2 separate regions of the Ovis aries genome follow, and region 1 is linked to region 2. The links are chromatin contacts, called in public Hi-C maps. All regions are on one chromosome and are shown on one strand. The core of a region is the stretch at or near the end of the contact, and the rest is flanking DNA. Distances in the headings are between cores, read along the strand shown. Region 1 overlaps TMEM163 (transmembrane protein 163). Region 2 holds the start of TMEM163 (transmembrane protein 163).

Region 1 (2,700 bases), core at 19-2,518, 270 kb before region 2:
CCGGGGATCTCTGTCCACCGCCCACTGTGAGCCTCCCATCCCTCACCCACTGAGGCCTCCTTGGTAGATAGCCAGTCTGACAAGGAGCTTCCTCTGGGTGTCCTGGGGGGAGCGGGAGGGCAGGGCTGGCATGAGCTTCACCAGAGATGTGTCCCACCACACCAAGTCGCAAGGCCAGATCTCTCAACCTTCCACCTCCCCGCTGTGGAGGCCAGGGGCAGGTAACTCCCTGGGTGCCCCTTCTCAGGGTGCCTGGGGCGAGGCTGCAGCCCAGGCCCCTGTAGTGTGAGTTTCTGGGGCTCCTCCACACTCGCTCACCTCTAGATAACGAGGAAGTGGACTCTGCTTCCCTTCTGTCTCTGTTCTCCACGCAGCTCATGGAGCTGATGCCCCTCCAGCCTTCTGCCACCTCACGCGAAGCTGGGTGCCGGCCGAGTCTTTCCCAGCTCCTTGCATGTAGGGCACCTGGAGCTTCCTCCCTCTCTGCCCTGCCCCTGGTTTCGGCCTCTGCACATCACACCCTCCATCCTGCCTCCAGTCTCCCCAAGTAGGGGGACAGCAGGTCCACTCTGAGAACGGCAAGGTCATATTTCCCTCCTGTCTTCTGACACATGGAGATCGTCAGTGTTTCCCCTCTCCCATCATAAGAGGCTGGCATTCACCCCCTTGCCTCTGGCTGTCCCTTGGTTCCTCCTATTCTTTTTATTAATAACAAATGGAATCAGACCCTAGATGGCGCTAGTGGTAAAGAACCCACCTGCCAATGTGGGAAATGCTGGAGACAAGTTTGATCCCTGGGTCGGGAAGATCCCCCAGAGAAGGGCATGCAACCCACTCGAATATTCTTGCCTGGAGAACTCCACGGACAAAGGAGCCTGGAGGGCTACGGTCCACAGGGTCACAAAGAGTCGGACATGACTGAAGCGACTTAACACACAAGCACGCACAGAATCAAAAAAGTCTCTGGAGCCCACATCTTCTCACAGAGGGCCACACAGAGCATCCGCAGAAGCCGTTACTCTGTGCAGGGGCTACCTGGGCTGGAATTGACCTCTCAAGCAACCTCAAAGTTGGGGGAGTTCTGTGTTGAGGGGTGGCCGGGGAAAGGCAGAGACAGGAAGAAGATGGCTGCGGCCCTCGCAGACTAGAATCCTACACCCCACTTTCTCCACCTTCATTGTGGGCACAGTGGCCCTGGAGCCCTCAGCCAGCCCGCTGGAGCTCAGAAAGTGTAGAGAGTGAGGTTCCCCCAGACGGCCACTAGATGTCCACTCGCTCCACCAAATCACCAGGCTCAGCCAGCCCAGGACAGTGCGAGGACCCACCAGCCCCTACAGCGGGTGGAACTTTGACCTTGTTCACCCATCCCCTCCAGGAGCATCTGACCTTCTCCACCCACCTTTGGTTACGGCTCATTTCAGCGGCACCTCTTGTGAGCCTGGCGGAAACACTGGAACCAGCACACCGAACCAGGGGACAATTCTGTATCTGCCCTTCCACATCCTTCAGGATTCTAGAGCCTTCCCAGTTACAGCCATTCCTCATGAAGGACCCTAACCTCACAGCCCCAACCCACAGACCTCCCAGTTTACCAAAGCAGCCCACAAGGTCCCATCAGTCCCTCACCTCCGGGGCCCTGCCCTCACCTCCTATGGGGCCCCACCCCGAACTCCCATGCCCACAAGCTCGTTCCCATGTTCCCTGTCAAAAGGCAAGGGTGGGATGATTTGAGAGAATAGCATTAAAACATGTACATTATCATATGTGAAATAGATCGCCAGTCCAGGTTCAATGCATGAGACAGGGTGCTCAGGGCTGGTGCACTGGGATCACCCCAAGGGATGGGGAACACACGTACACCCATGGCTGACTCATGTCAATGTGTGGCAAAAACCACTACAATATTGTAAAGTAATTAGCCTACAATTAAAATAAATAAATTTAAAAAAAAAAAAACACACACCAGAGCAGCTGCAGAAAGTAAATGCTGTCATCACCTTGGAAGACATAAGAACGTCTGAGGCGATCTTGATTAGAGGCTCTAACAGTCTGGCTTTAATGACTAGATAAGCATCTATATAATTAAGCACATATTGATTTTATGCAGAAAATTCTCATTCACAGTTATTCATGTACTTGAAAACCACCACAGGCTCTGGGCAGAGTCAGCCCAGGCCCCTCATCTCAGAGAGGCTTCCAGCTGTCCTGCGGGCAGCTCTGGAGCCAGAACCCTGGGCCCTCAAGGGTTCAGAACTCCCCCCAGGGACCTTGCCACAATCTTCCTCTGTCTGATTTGTAGTATTAACTTCCTGCACAAAATCATTTTGTCTTAAATAATACAAAGCCAGCTTCAGCCTAGTCCTGATAGCGATGATCGCACGCTATCACATCACTAAATACCCAAAGCAAGAAAACCCAGTTAGACACGATTTCCTGCACAGCATGGGGAAGCCTGGAATCCACCTGCACCCTGCTGCCCCTCTTTCCCTGGAGATATGCTTCCTGACTGTAAGAACAGGACCCAGGGACACCGGATCTGGTGGAGTCAGCCTGGCCTAGTACACACACGGCCCCACCCATTTCACACATAACTCCAGCTTGGGAAGCAGCTGCCTCACCAGGTGACAAGTGAGACCTGCCTGGCCTTTCCGCAACAGAAGCAATTTGCTGGACTTGCTTCCTTCTTGGAGAGAAAGCACT
Region 2 (2,700 bases), core at 47-2,546:
AGGGGAAAAGAGAGAAATGTAGGAGGAGATAGACATAGGAATGAATAGGGCAGTCTCTCGCGTTTTATGTGGGCAATTCAAAGGGGTAACCGGCTATCTGTCGGAGGGTCGGGCTTGGCCTCCTGGGATAGGGACGTTTGCCAGCATCCAGGGATTTTGAAGGGGCTGGGATGCGCGCTCCGAGAACCACCAGGTTCCAGCGGCATCCATCCAGGATCAGTGGTCCAAATCCAAGTGTCCCAGTCCTCTGTATCGGCAGACAGCGGGGCAGCGACCCACGATAAACTGGGTCTCTAGTAAATGAGGGTCGGAGGTCACCCGACTCCCCTTCGCCGGGGCAGTCGCCCCTCGAAGCTGAATCCGCATAAGTTAGTTCTCCCTGGTTAACCAACGGAGCCGAATGGGGTTTGGGAAGGAGCATGCTCTGAGCTCAGGACCCTCCCAACTGAGCGCGACCCGCAGTCAACCGGGAGCGCTCGGCTCGGAAAGCGGAGGGGGGTAAAAAAAATCACACACACACGCCTGCGGGAAACTTTTCCAGTGGGCGCTGGAGGAGCCAAGGCTGGCCGAGAGGAGGGTGCGGGCCCCGGCGGGGTCTCCCAGGAGGCAGTCGGGTTCTCGGGTTCCGGCGGAGGCGCCGCGACTCGGGCGGTGCCGGCCGCGGAAGGTGGGGCTGCCGCCCTCAGCTCTGCACGCTTTCGCGGGAAGTCGGAGCTCCGCGCCCCAGCGCGCTCCGAGGCGCCGAGCCCGGCCCCACCCGCCAGCGGAAAGGCGGGCCCCGAGCAGCGGCTCCTCATCGCGCCCGCCCGGCCGGGGAAAGGGGCCGGGCCAGGGGAAGGGGCCCGGGGCGGCGCGCGCTCACCTCGGTCCTCCAGCCCGTCGCTGAACTGGCCGCTCTCGCTGATGCGCAGCTGCCGCTCCTCCTCGGGCTGCGGCGGCTCGCGCGCCGGGGAGCTCAGCGGGCCGGAGGCGGCGGCCGAGGGCGCGTGGCCCCTGGGCGGCGGCGGGACTGCGGGACCCGGGGTGCTGCGGCGCTCGCTGCCCGCGGCCGTCTCCATGGCGCGCGGCGGCGGGTCCGGGCGGCGACGACGAGCGCGGCGGGGACTCGAGTTAGAAGTGCGAGGCGCCGCGGCTGGGAGCGGGCGGAGGGACGGACCGACCGCGCGGGCGCCGCGGAGTGGAGGTGCGGCGGCGGCAGGGGGCGGGGGGGGTGTGCGGGAGCCGCGCGGCTCGCGTGGCCGGTGGCAGAGACTCGGGCCCAGCAGCAGCTGCCGCGCTCCGCCCCCGGGGGCAGGTGCGTGCGGCAGGGACCCGCCCCGAGGCCCCGGCGCCGGAGCCCGCGCCCCGAGGCCGGTGGGGAGGGAGGGATCCGGCCAGGCCTGAAGCCCGGAGGCTCGGGGGTGTGGGCTGGGCTACCGGGAAAGCCGGGCAGAAACCCGGGCAGGGCCTGCTGAGGGTGTGATGGGAGACCCGCCCCACTCGTGCCGCGGGATGGTGAGCAGAGGAGATCGCCTCGGACCCGCTTCCTTTACTGTCCGAGAAGGCTGCGCCCGCGCTTGGTTAGGAAAGCGGTCAGCGCCCTAATGTGGCACCCTTCTCTGGCGCTGCACGGGCTTCGCAGACTAAGCAGGGTCTCCTGCCTGGGCTGCCATCCTCATCGCCCATCTCAGGAGAACGAGGTTCACCTGCCTCCACCCCCACCGGTGTTGGGTCTTCTTCTAAGGGCGTCGATTACCCTCCACACCAACTTAAAGAGACCGGGTGTCTTAGGACCACAGGGCGTTCTATAGAAGTTTGGACCCTAACCGCGCCCCACCACCACCAGCACTACCACTGAGACTGCCCTTGGACCGTGGATCCAGCCTGTCCGCCACCAGCTATTTCCTCTCTGAGTAGCCAAGTCTTGCTGATACTTTAGGCTTCAGATCGAAGCCTCCCTCCTACTGGAAGCCCTCCGCTGGCTTCCTTGGCGCGGCCAGCTGTTCCCTCTAACCGCGCGGAGCTCGACCCCTGGCGAGCGGTCCGGCTCGTCTCCGCAGGGAACCAACGAGGTGGGTGCACCCTGGGACCCACGCCCTGTGGTGTAACCCGGAGAGGCGCCAAAGGGGACCGGCCATTATTCAGATTCGGCTTGAATATAATATCCGTATCCAGATTCACAAAGATAGATTTCCTCTTCCTATGTATATCAGTCTTAAGATTTAATGAGTCTTCTAAAATGCCAATTCCTTATTTAAAGCCTGCCTACTGTTGGGGAGGGCACCCTGTTTTTTGAAGAGTAACCAGTTTCTCATTCTCGGTTTGCCTGCGATGGAAATCCGAGTGGGATTAAAATACCTTTGTCGTGCAGTGGAAATATCACTAGCACTGGGAAGAGGGTCTCATTTTGTTGCTGCCGTTGGGATGGGTTGAGAATATCTGAGTTGACCTTGGCCAATTTACTTTACCTTTTTTAAACAATAACTACAAACTTTAAGAGGTGGACAAAGGCATTTCAAAGGCCCCTTCTTGCTAGGAAAGGGGGAAATGGAGGGGGGAAAAGAAAAACGCTATGATTATTTGAGCACACACACAAAAATAAATAAACTTTACCCACTGGTCTTGCTTCTGTCTTCTGAGGCGCTTCCCTGATGGCTCGGTTGGTAAAGAATCTGCCCGCAATGCGGGAGACCTGGGTTTGATCCCTGGGTTGGGAAGATC

What was found. Hi-C and Micro-C count contacts between places; a contact is called where the count stands out from the background.
Region 1: a Hi-C map of hypothalamus shows a contact between it and region 2, with 8 times the contacts expected there. The contact joins the enhancer-like site here to the promoter of TMEM163 in region 2. A contact is called at or near these places in 9 of 16 Hi-C or Micro-C datasets (blood, hypothalamus, liver and 3 more).

What each region holds. Positions count from the first base shown.
Region 1 is chr2:176,269,484-176,272,183 of ARS-UI_Ramb_v3.0, reverse strand. All of the region lies in intron 6 of TMEM163 (transmembrane protein 163), which reads right to left. Among named protein-coding and RNA genes, the nearest start is that of TMEM163, 270 kb to the right of the region's middle. Within about 2 kb of position 1,268, at least 6 of the 54 cell types and tissues checked have an H3K27ac peak or open chromatin away from gene starts, as enhancers often do. A contact at or near this core is called in hypothalamus, where this site is marked.
Region 2 is chr2:175,999,140-176,001,839 of ARS-UI_Ramb_v3.0, reverse strand. TMEM163 (transmembrane protein 163) reads right to left here and starts at 1,296. Exons shown (of 8, transcript XM_027965021.3): 1 at 863-1,296. The coding sequence starts at 1,058.